Regions from separate parts of the Mus musculus genome. Here regions 1 and 3 are each linked to region 2. The links are chromatin contacts, called in public HiChIP or PLAC-seq maps. All regions are on one chromosome and are shown on one strand. The core of a region is the stretch at or near the end of the contact, and the rest is flanking DNA. Distances in the headings are between cores, read along the strand shown. Region 1 overlaps Snd1 (staphylococcal nuclease and tudor domain containing 1). Region 2 holds the start of Prrt4 (proline-rich transmembrane protein 4). Region 3 holds the start of Nrf1 (nuclear respiratory factor 1).

Region 1 (3,885 bases), core at 1,313-3,812, 630 kb after region 2:
AACAGAAGAGGGAAAAAAACAGCCCTGAGTAAAAAGTCCACCTAAAGACGTCGATGAATCAACATACCCGAGAGAAGACATTTGGAAAACCCTGAGTAAGAACAGAGGTGTTAAAAGACAGAGTCAAATAGGGACTGATCTTCAAAGACACGTAAAATCCTGAAAATAACCCCGCTGGGTGGATTGAACTCAAGCTACACTGTGCTAAAAGAATGTACATTAAGGGGAAACCATACAGAAAGAGGCAGGGCTGGTTAAGCAATGGCAGAAGTTAGGCTAAAACAGAGTGGGGAAATGATGTAGCTGCCAACATCTAATCCAGGTGTAAACTATCCAGCAAAACCAAGCAATGCAATTAAGAGGGAAGGGAGAAACCAGGGAAGCAAAGACGCCCTCCTGGGACTTATGAACCCAGGACAGGAGCCCCAGCTGAACAGAGCTAGCAGAGGCATCCAGAGATTAACAGAGGGTTTCGAGTAGGCAAAATGATGCCCACTCAAAAGCAATCTATGAAATTACTTCTCATGCCTCAGCAGACATGATTTAAACATTTGATAATTGTCTACTATGGTCATAGTACTCTCTACAAGATTCGGAAAGGGGAGATAAAGATGAGAAATGGCATTCCTGCCCTCAGCGGTGCTTAGACTTCACAGAGAAAAGCAGGCATGCACATCAACAGGTATCATGCTGGAGAGAAGGAAGGGCCTGTGTGTACAGAAAGAAGTCTCTGACCTAACAGGATTCTTAAGAACCTGAGCAAGACAGAGGGCACAGAGAGAGGTCAGAGAACAGTAAATGATGGTGCCGCCAACTCCAGAAACAACAGAGAATCACTACAGCTCAACGAGACTGAGAAGTGGAAAGAAACATGAACACACAGCATGAGCAAGATTTAGATAAGTTGAAAATGTTACAACTGTGTGATAGTGATGATTAAAGGAACAGAGAAAAGAGAGATGGGCTGGAAAAGGTAAATGCACAAGGTTCGGGGGATTAACCACCAAGTCCCACCAGGAGGTTGTTAAAATCCCACAAATATGATTTGAAAGAAAGAGGCAAGGGGATCTCTGGCTCAAGGAATGGAAGGAAATATAATTTGTAAGACAGAGAAGAAAGAAATCAAATGCAACAAGACAGGCACATGCTGTCTTTTCCAGTTTAAAATATCCCGACCAAGATCAGTGGCGTGTCCATTTTAGGAAACTGCTCTGTCTAGATACTCAGTGTCTTGACCTCATCACAAGGAGCCAGCCTTGCTGGCCAGTGACCTCTCAGCTGAGAAGCAGATCACAGCAGTGATTTAAGTGATGGCACCTGGATAGTAATCTCAAAAACAGCACATGCACATTTTGGAATCTTAAATAGGTGAGTTATGCCCATTTCCTAATAGAAATTTTTTTCAGCCTTCAATAAAGGAAGTTTCAAGTGTTCATCTCAAAAATGCCCAGATCAAACAATTTGGAACCGGGTACAGAAAGCCTCTGCCAGCACTCTGACACGTTCCATGTCTTTTGATCACACTGCCGCAGTCCCCAAATCTCTCCATTGGAAACGGGTGGAATGCTATATCCATTTCAAAGAGCTTTTGCTTGTCTCCAAGGTCCTTAATGCCAAGCTGGAGTCCCTCTCTAATTTGCTGTTTGCCTTATGTTTCCAGTTACAAGCCTGAGATCACAGTTACCGGGTTTATTGGTTTGCCCGTACTTTGCTTAGGGACTCTAACCTCACAGCTTTCTCTTGGTATGCATCTTAGTGGCCACATGGTCTGACTGAGGATCCAGAAGGACCACTCATCTTTCTTTCAAAAGTCAAAACTAGAGGGAATGGGCTGAGAACCACTTGTAACTGTGTCTAAATGGCAAAGCACACCAGGGTCCTACACAACAGATGGAGTTATCAGAACCTGAATCAGCCTTGCCTCTGAAAAAAAGCTTTTGAGATTTCCAGGGCATCCTTAGTAATGTACTTACCTGCAGTTCCTCTCTGCCAAAGTGCCTGTCCAAGAATCCCAGGGGGCACAGACCTGGGAGAGACACCCAAAGTAAAAGCAGCAAGGACACAAGCTTAGAAAGACCCTTCACTGCCCAGGCCTGAATGTTTACAGGCCGTGATGTGAAAGAATCTTTATGGTGAGTTCAGAGTGAAGAAGCTCAAGGACAGGGAATGGAAATGAACAGACAGCAATAGCAGTACAGGACCAGCTTCTACCCTTGGACTTCCACTTTTCCTGAGTACCAAGCCAGAGACAGAGTCCAAGGGAGAAAAGGGAGAGCCAGACACACTGCACAACAGAGCCAGAGAAGAGGCTCTGCAACCAAAAGCAAACGTAATCCACGAAACACCCGGGGCTGAGCAAACACTCTACCTGTTTTTTAGGTAAATTTCAGCTCCATCTCTCTGTGCCAACAACTACAATAGCACTCCAAGAGCAGACTTCAGGAGGAAATAAGTCAGCCCCTGCACTGGATGCCTGGGGGCTGTTTCCTTTGTCATTAACACTCCAAGTGTAACACAAAGCCTATGGAAGCTCTGGGCTATGGAGCACTAGGCTTTCCAGTTTCAGATCAAAGCCAAGAGCTCCCTAGGAAGCCCTAAGATTGCACAATGTACTATCTCCTTCAAGGCAGCAGCTCAGAAAAGCCAGAGCCTTTCTCTAAGACTTACTTCTTTATGGCAAACAACTGGATAAAGCAAGCTCTGCCTTTAGAGAAACCCCAATGCCTGTGCAGGTTCACAAGAGCATCACATGTAAGTTGTAAACAGGCTTTCAGCCTGAAGGAGTGCATAGCTCCTAAGAGCGGACACTAGATTCACCCTGAACCATCCAGAAGCAAGACCAACACCTGCAGTCACACCCACCCGAATGCTTGAGGGACTACTAACTACACACACTCATGCATTTAATCCTCCCATCCCACCAGCCACCACGAACCACACTCCTATCACAACACAGGATCTGCCAGGCAATCCAGGAAAGCCCTAGGAGAAAAAACAGTTGCTCTGGTGTTTTAAATGCTTCGTCTAGCTCAATTAGAAAATAACCAGAGCAGAAGGGAGAAAGTACAGTTAGCCCTGGGCAAAACCTTGTTTCCCTGTAAAATTTAAGAAATGGTACCCCCCCCATCCAATTTTTCCTATTACACCACCCTGACTCCACCCCACCCCAGAGCCCCCACACCCACACCCCACTGCCATGCTATTTCTAGATGTTGTCCAGAAGATGTGCTTAACTAATGATAGACTACTAAAATTTCTAGGGAAGGAGGAAGAGAAACAGTGAAGCGAATGTGCCACATACTTTTCTAAAAGTAACATCACTGGGTCCTCATCTGGAGCTCAGGTCAGCCGGCCGTATGGCAGGAATTGCTAAGGCCATCTGCCTGCCCATCACACTGCTCACTCAAGTCTCCTCTGTTATCTATCCTCCAGCTTCTGCATCTGCATTCTCTCCCACATGGCTCTTTTGCTTAAGAGTGCTCATACCATAAGCAATTGGATTATACCTTTCTCCATTTCCAAGCCATTGACCCTCGAGAAAGTACCTGGTTACTTACACAAAAGGTAATTTCCCAAGTGCATGCCTGGAGGCCTGGTACAATCCACCTACCACATACCTTCATCCCCAAACCATCCTAGCATTCGGGGTTTCTGAGACTACAGGGCTACTCCCCATCTCCCAACAATACACCATCTTTTCCTTGGAGAGCCTACCAGATCTTGGTCTAACTAGGGCAGGAATATATTCTTGTGCAAGCTGCATCTTACACAAGGGCATCGAGCCAAAGGGACAGAGACAGAAGAGGAGCTGAAATTCAGCTTCCCCTCTGTGTGCCAAGCCCTGACTGAGCTGAGGCTCTAGGGGAAAGGACATCCCTTTCTGAT
Region 2 (4,124 bases), core at 1,588-4,087:
AGAATTCCTATGTTGGCTTCATTGATTATTTCTTCTCTGGCTGTGGAATGTCCCAGAGTAGAGCTTTCCAGTCTCCAGCCTGAAGAACAAAAGGGACCTGGTTGTGTGAGAAGGCTGGGATTCTCTGCATTCAGCATTCCAATGACCCCTGGACACTAAATCCCTTTGTTTTCAGTAAGGTATCTGTTATGACTTTTATATGCTCAGTCCAGGGAGTGGCACTACTAGAAGGGGTGGCCTTGTTGGAGTAGGTGTGGCCTGTGGATGTGGGCTTTAAGACCCTCATCCTAGCTACCAAGTCAGTTTTCTGCTAGGAGCCTTCAGATGAAGATGTAGAACTCTCAGCACTGCCTGCACCATGCCTGCCTGGATGCTGCCATGTTTCTGCCTTGATGATAATGGACTGAACCTCTGAACCTGTAAGCCAGCCCCAAGTAAATGCTGTCCTTATAAGAGTTGCCTTGGTCATGGTGTCTGCTCACAGCGCAAAACCCTAAGACAGTGCCTCAGTTCAGAGGATGCCCGAGGCTCTGCCAGTGTAGCACATCTTCTTCTCAAAGGAAAATCCCACAGGTCCTGCTGGTTATGGGATGGATGGCCCGCTTCCTGGTGGTTTGGAGTTAGGGAAGAGACCTAGGAGTTGAACTGTGCTTTGATTGGTCTTTCCTTTAGCCTATGCTCCCACGGTTCCTGAGGCATTTGGATTGCCAGCTTCTGAGAACAGTGTGATGTAAATCAACTTGACTCTGAGCTTCCTTTCTGCCAGGTGGAGACAGCTTTTTGCTCTGGGTGGCTAAGTCAGTCACTGTGCCCCTGCCAGCCATCCTGCATCAAAGGCCCTGTTGCTCGAGCCCCTTCCTGCTCTCCCCATCCCTGAAGAGTTATCAATTGACTCTGAGGTCTTCTTAATAACATTTTAATAGGGTTTTGGGAGGGAGTAAAATTAGAGGTATGAATTCAGCCACCATCTTAACCGAGAGTCCTGACTTCCCCTTTTCAATATCTTTGTAAAAATATCATTCTTGGGAATAAGCCTGCTTTGTCATGGAAGATTGCAATTTTAATGTGCTGGGATATGTTTATTTCTGCCTTTCCACTTAGAAGTCTTTAAATGAACATGATTAGCAAGAAATGAGGCTTTCTACGAGGGAGATTCAAAGAAAATGTCTCCGGTGGGATAGCGTTTATAAAACATATGAAAAAAAATTAGAGTCTGAATCCTAACACACTGCCTCTAGGCAGCCCCCAGTGGCCTGGGGAGAAGGGCAGAGTAGTGGTTTCCTTTAGGGACTCCTAGAGCACGGCTTTCCCAGTGTTTTGTTTGGAGACTCAGGATAAATCCCAGATTCACAGTCGGACTCTGAGAGCTTGGTGGGAGACCCAATTTGATCTTGAATCTATTGGTGGCATGAGTTCTGTGATCCAAAAATGAGTCTCAGATGCCTTTCTGAATTGCAACACATTGCCTGCTCTTCCCCTGACCAAAATATTATGCTATGTCTCTGCTTTCTGGGGCAGGACTAGCTCACTTTTGTCTACCTGTCTACTGAGGCTGGTTATCAGGTAGCCTGAGCTGGCCTCAAAAATCCCTCCATGGCCAACAACAGCAGTCTTGAACTTGGATCCTTTTGCCTTTACCACCTGAAGGGTGATGCTGGGTTTTTGTCTTCACACCCAGCAAAATGGGCAAGTCTTTTGCAGTTTGGTCTGTCAGCCTTTCTGTCTGTCTGGTTGGTTGGTTGGAGTTGTTTGTTTGTTTGAGAGAGTATCAATTTGTGAGTGTGACTGATCTCAAACTTTCAATCTTTCTGCCTCTGCCTGCCAAGTGACAGAATTAAAGACATTTCCCTCCCTCCCTCTCTCCCTCCCTCCGTGTGTGTGTGTGTGTGTGTGTGTGCGCGCGCGCGCGCGAGCGCCCGCATGTGCGCCCGCACGCACGTTTCTATCAAATTCACCGTTTTGGAAGAAAGAAAACATGAAGGGATTTAGAGACTCCAGACTAACAAACAAGCCACACTTTTTTTTTTTTTTTTTTTTTTTTTTCGAGACAGGGTTTCTCTGTATAACCCTGGCTGTCCTGGAACTCACTTTGTAGACCAGGATGGCCTCGAACTCAGAAATCCGCCTGCCTCAGCCTCCAACAAGCCACACTTAATCCTGTCAGTCAACAATACAGCCTTTAGATAGTGCAGCAGGCTTAGCGACTGCTCAGTACTCTTAGCTAGCAGTGCCATGAGGCTGGCTGGGTGCTCTTTCTTTGTTTCTATGTTCTTCTACCACGTCTTATTGGAGACAAATTGTGATCCACCTCGCACACCAGCTTGTCTCACTATTCTCTCCCACAGATATTTCTGAAGCTGAGTATTTTGGAGAGATTTTAGCAAAAGGAGACGCTATGAATGGGGATTGACATTTGGCAGTTGGCCTGCGAAGAAGCGTAGGAGGCCTTCCTCGGTGGTTGTATGTTTGCAAACCACCAGGTGGTGAAGAAGGCAAGCAGAAAGACTGAGTTCAAGTCTCCGCCAAACTGAGCAATCTTAAGCAATTTGATAAGTTCTGGGGACTTATCTATCTCTAAAATGGGAACACATTTGTTCCCATTGTTGTAAGGGAGAGCAGTAAGTCTTTATCCAGGGTTCAACGGAGTGGATTTTGATTGCTTGGGATACTAACCTATGCCAGACTACTGTTGCATGTGTGCACGTACTTGTGTGCGTGTGAATGTGTGTGTGTGCGCGCGCGCGCCCAGTGCCCTCGCCTGAGGGTGTTTCTCGGGAATGGCGTGCTTGTGGGTGTGTGCGTTGGGCTGTCCTCCGAGCCTGTGGCTGCCAGCGCCAGGCTGAGAACGAGGCACCGACTCTCCCGCAGCTGATTGGCAGCGCTGGGTGAATGAGTGCGCGTGGGGCCGGAGCAGCGAGGTGGCCGTGGCTCCGCGCTGATGTGCGCGCCCGCCTGCCGGCCCGGGTAGGGGCGGACCGCGAACAGCGGGCGGGCTAGGAGGAGGGAGAGGAGGGAGGGCGCGGGAGGCAGCGGGGAGGGCTGCAAGAAGCCCGGCAGCTGCGGGGCCCGGGCGCGGGCGCTGGGCCGGGGAGCCGGGCTCACAGCCAGGAGGCGGCGCCGCGGGGAGGGAGCGGAGTGCGGATCGCGAGCGCAGCCCGGCCGCCCGCCGCCTGCTAAGAGCGCTGCGGGTCGCAGACCCAGCCGGGGACAGACCGGCAGCTGCTGCGATCGCCCGGCAAGCCAAAGGGAATCCGGGGACTCTGAGCTCGAGTCCCGGCTTTGGGCGCAACGGAGAACAGGCTAGACTCGCCGAGCCTTGCCCTGCTGGGGCCCCCTGAGCCAGGGTGCCCCTTCTCCCGGGGGTTGGCCCCGGGGACTCGCCCGAGCGAGAGAAGCAGGTCCGTCGGTCTGGACTGGGGAAGCGGGAGTGTGGTGTGCGCACGCGCGTGTGCTTGTGTGCCTGCGAGGGGTGGGTGTGTAAGGGGCGTGAGATGGGGTTGATAGAAATGATGGTGTGTGGTGTATATGTACAGTGTGTTAGGATTGTGTGTGTTGCTGACTGCATATGCAGAGAGAGAGAGAGAGAGAGAGAGAGAGAGAGAGAGAGAGAGAGAGAGAGAGAGAGAGCGAGCCTACGTAGGAGGGAAAGGGGCGCATCAGGGTGGAGTGTGTATATGTGCAGGAGTGTGTGAAGGGTGCGTGGGTGAGTGTGTCACGGGTGCTAGGTGCGGCTGTGTGTGTGTGTGTGTGTGATGTAAGGGTACTGGGTGCACGTGTGTCCCTGGTTCATTCTCCCTTCCCCCACCAGATGTGTTCTGGGGAGGGGGGTAGCCTTTCTGCAGCTGCTGCCCCTTACCGAGCTTGCCTGCCTGACCTCCTTTCCTACGGAGCCAGAAAGGGTTAATGGTCCCTCCCTCAAAAACTCCTGAGGTCATGGGGAGGGTAGCTGCAGGCCAAACCCCTAGAAAGAGGGGAAAGGCTCCGGAGAGCCTCTGCTAGGCCCGGGACCCTGCTTCGCTGGCTGTATGGCCTTGCAGGTCAGATCACTCAGGCTTGTGACCTGCCCTTTCTGAGGGCCTTGTGCACCAGTGGTTTCTTGCTGGGTCTGGAGGTGGGGATCAGGA
Region 3 (3,683 bases), core at 203-2,702, 870 kb before region 2:
ATTCTCCTACAGAGCACTGTCCCAACTGACAGGTTCACTCCCACCAACTTTCTCCAATAAATGGAGATTTAAACACTAAAATGGAAGTTTTGCTTTGCCTACTTAAAAAAAAAAAAAAATCGGCCCAACCGATACCAACTCTAACATAAGCCATCATCAGTACAAGATACTTTAATGGCAGGGAAGATGGGGATGACCTGCTAACAGCTCCTCCAACTGGTCAGAGCAGATAGCCTTTGAAGCTCTAACAACATTAATGTATGTTTAACATTTTCAAGTTCTGGTGGGTAGTCAGATGCACCGAACAAAGTTTGGGGCCAGCAGCAACGACACAACAGGTGAGAAACAGTGGACATCACTACAGAACATGCAATGGCAAACCCACGAATCCACGAAAGCCTGGGAGATGTGGGAGAGAATCAAGCACAAGACCACCCCAGACCCCCTGTTTTATCCGAGGCAAAGGCTCCGTTCCTTCTTAAGGGGTGCGCCACCTCCCCCTCCTGTCCCCCGGAGACCACCACGCCAGTCCCAGGAAGAACCCAGGCCCCTCGGTGGGTATCTCCGCCGGAGAGGAAAAACACAATGTCGCTCCTTATTTCTGCGTACAAAAGGACTTTGCGCCCTCCTCCTCCTCCTCGAACTGCCGCCTAGGCGCCTCCTCACAACTTGCAAGAAGGTGGGCAGCGCGCCATATTCAGCGCCCCCCAGTCCACCTGGGTAACCATCCCACGCCACCCCGGCGGGAGGGAAGCTTCGGAGGTCGCCCGGCCGAACCACCAGCCTCCTCTCCCGCCAGAGACAGCCACTCCCGCGCCCCGCCCGGCCGCACCGAGCCACCGGCGGGCCAGAGCCGGGAAGAGCCGAGGGGGCGAGCGCCGAGCCGCCGCTCCGGTCCCGCGCAGCCCACCCACCTCCCGCTCCCGGGCCCGGCGCGCTCTCCCGGGCCGCCGGCTCCCGAGCCCGCAGAAGGAAGACCAGGCCCGGGGTTCCACGGCGCGGAGGAGGCCGCGGCCGGGAGAACCCGAGGCGGTAGGGGAGGCCGGAACCCTGGGGCTCTCGGGAGGGCAGCCGCCTCCCTACCGAGCCCGCCAGGACGCCCGGGGCCTAGTGCGGCCTGCGCATCCTCGGGGTGGCGGTTTGGCTGGGCCGGGCCCGGGCCCGGGCCCCCCGCCCCAGGCAGGCCGAATCCGGCGGGGGCCCAGGCCCCGAGCCGGGGGCGGCAGGGTGCCGGCTGCGGGGCGGGCCGGCCGGCCGGCGGGCGGGCGGCGTGTTGCGGCTGCGCCGGGGCTGAAATAGCTGGAGATTGCGCGGTAGGGCACTCACCTCAGAGCGGCTGCGCTACCGTGGGCCTGCGCCGTGGAGACTGCGACCGCGCCGGCTCCTCGCAGCCTCCTGCCACCAGCGGCAATGGCGAGCGCTGCCGCCTCTGCCGCCGCCGCCGCCGCCGAGGAGGGGGAGGGGAGGGAGGAGGCACGCACGCGACGCACGGCTCGGCTTCCCCGCCCGGAGACCGCCATGATGGCGAGGCCAGCACGGCTCTGCGGCTCCGGGGAGGGGGCTCTCGGCGGCGCTCTCTGAGACCCCCGGCCGCCTCGTCGGCCTCTGGTGCGGCTCGGCAGCGCTGGCCGGGGCCCGGACCAGGAGGGCAACCGGCTGAGCAAGTCGCGGACGCGGCGGCGAAGTGGTTCATGCCGCCCAAGATGGTTGCTAATCCGAAGGAGCCCTCCGCTCGGAGCCGAGCGCGGGGAACTGAGACCTCCGCTCCAAAGCGGCTCCCCCACATTTTACTCGGCGCGCCTTTGCGTAGTCGCCTCGACCCCTCTCTGAAATGCGCTTTGTTTCTCTGTTTCAAAGCCCCAACCAGATCTGTAAACGGGGAACTTTGGTACAAAGCAATATGGTAATTTATTCTCTCGTTCCTTAGACCAACATTTCTAAAGGGCCCCTTTCCGTACTGGATGCTGTTATGGGTGCTCCGAAGTGCACCTGTTAGCAAACCAAGGCTCTATTTAATAAAAATAAAAAAGTAAGTTCTTGCCCTTGCTTTCTCGGCGCTTAGATGAAGCAATAGGGTATCCTAGTATGCCTAACAAGTGAGCAGACAGTGGGAAAATGAAAGGTTGGGGACATGGGGTAGTTTGGGTTGCTTTTGTTATGTCATCAGGAGCCCCCATCAGAACCACCGGGAGTCCCAGCTCCAACTGAAACCTAGAATCTGCATTTTTAACACTTCTGGGAGATTTAATGTGCACTAGATAAATGCCCCACATGGTGTCAGAAAACAGCTTAACAAATAAGCAAACATTTTTTTAATTGGATACCTTTGTCTTATGTAGTTTTTTTTTTTTTTTTTTTTTAGTCCAAGACAGGATTTCTCTGTGTAGACCAGGCTGTCCTGGAACTCACTCTGCAGACCAAGCTGACCTCCAACCCAGAGATCATCTGCCTCTACCTCCCCAGTGCTGGGATTAAAGGCGTGTGCCACCACTGCCCAGCTTAACTGAATGCCTTTTTCCCTTAACGGTTTCTTTTCTCTTCCTTCCTTCCTTACTTCCTTCCTTTCTTTTTTTTTCTTTTTCCTTTTTTTTGGTTTTTAGAGACGGTTTCTCTGTGTAGCCCTGGCTTGGCTGTCCAAGAACTCTGTAGACCAGGCTGGCCTCAAACTCAGAAATCTGCGTGCTTCTGCCTCCCCAGTGCTTGGATCAAAGGCGTGCGCCACCACTGCCTGGCACCCTTAATGTTTTCTAAATCAAACCGATATCACTGTCACTACCCATCCCTGTAGGAATAATGTCTGCTCTTTCCTCTTTGCCTCAATGATTTTTTTTTTTTTTTTTTTTTTTTTTTGAGATAGGGTCTCAACTATGTAGCCCAGGATGGCCTGAAACTCACCATAAAGACCAGACTGGCCTGGCCTCTAACTCAGAGATTTTTATCCTGTCCTTGCCTTCCAAGTTCTGGGATTAAAGACATGGACCCTCTGCCTGGCCATCCAATGACATCTTTAAAGCGTTGTTGCCTCTTTCTGACTTTGGTCCAGGCTGCTTTCGTGTGGAGGTGCTGCACTTAGACTCTGAACTGGCTCCCAGACCCTGGACTTGCTCTCCCCAGCCCCTTCTGCACACTTCAACTTGAATGGACTCTTTTCTTCATTTTTTTAAAAAAAAGCAGATCGTAGCTGGGCGTGGTGGCACACGCCTTTAATCCCAGCACTCGGGAGGCAGAGGCAGGTGGATTTCTGAGTTCGAGGCTAGTCTGGTCTACAGAGTGAGTTCCAGGACAGCCAGGGCTATACAGAGAAACCCTGTCTCAAAAAAAAAAAAAAAAAAAAAAAAAAAAAGCAGATTGTGTTGTGTTATTTCCCTGTTTGGGATGTCTAACGTCTAAAATCCTTGAAGGTGGCTTTGAGAACTTTGATGTCCTCACCCACGGTGCCATCTCTGACTTCATCTGCTGCGTCTCTCTCAGGCTACAGAAGAACTGGGAAGCTGTTGGATCATAGAGATCAAGGAATACTACCCCTCTGCTCAGAACATTTCTCACGGCTGTCTTCTCGCGTGCTAGAACTTTCCATCAGAACAGCTTGTTACTCCTTTAGTCTGGACATGGCTTTCATCCCTCATCCCCCAAGCCTGCTTGCTTTGCCTTTCCTTATCATACAGGACTTACCAGCGACATCT

The links. HiChIP or PLAC-seq counts read pairs in DNA pulled down with a chosen protein or histone mark.
Region 1: a contact with region 2 is called in an H3K27ac HiChIP or PLAC-seq map of embryonic stem cells, with 3 times the contacts expected there. The contact joins the enhancer-like site here to the promoter of Prrt4 in region 2. A contact is called at or near these places in 1 of 39 promoter capture datasets (cranial neural crest), 4 of 115 datasets of contacts at active chromatin or transcription factors (embryonic midbrain, embryonic stem cells and neural tube) and 2 of 9 other capture datasets (embryonic stem cells and pancreatic islet).
Region 3: a contact with region 2 is called in a FOXA1 HiChIP or PLAC-seq map of pancreatic cancer cells. The contact joins the promoter of Nrf1 here to the promoter of Prrt4 in region 2. A contact is called at or near these places in 1 of 39 promoter capture datasets (liver) and 1 of 115 datasets of contacts at active chromatin or transcription factors (pancreatic cancer cells).

The regions. Positions count from the first base shown.
Region 1 is chr6:28,549,443-28,553,327 of GRCm38.p6, reverse strand. The region is part of intron 10 of Snd1 (staphylococcal nuclease and tudor domain containing 1); the gene reads right to left. Among named protein-coding and RNA genes, the nearest start is that of Snd1, 71 kb to the right of the region's middle. Within about 2 kb of position 2,562, at least 23 of the 459 cell types and tissues checked have an H3K27ac peak or open chromatin away from gene starts, as enhancers often do. A contact at or near this core is called in embryonic stem cells, where this site is marked.
Region 2 is chr6:29,178,297-29,182,420 of GRCm38.p6, reverse strand. It overlaps Prrt4 (proline-rich transmembrane protein 4), which reads left to right and starts at 2,837. Exons shown (of 5, transcript NM_001101443.1): 1 at 2,837-2,964.
Region 3 is chr6:30,045,757-30,049,439 of GRCm38.p6, reverse strand. It overlaps Nrf1 (nuclear respiratory factor 1), which reads right to left and starts at 1,452. Exons shown (of 12, transcript NM_001164226.1): 1 at 1,327-1,452.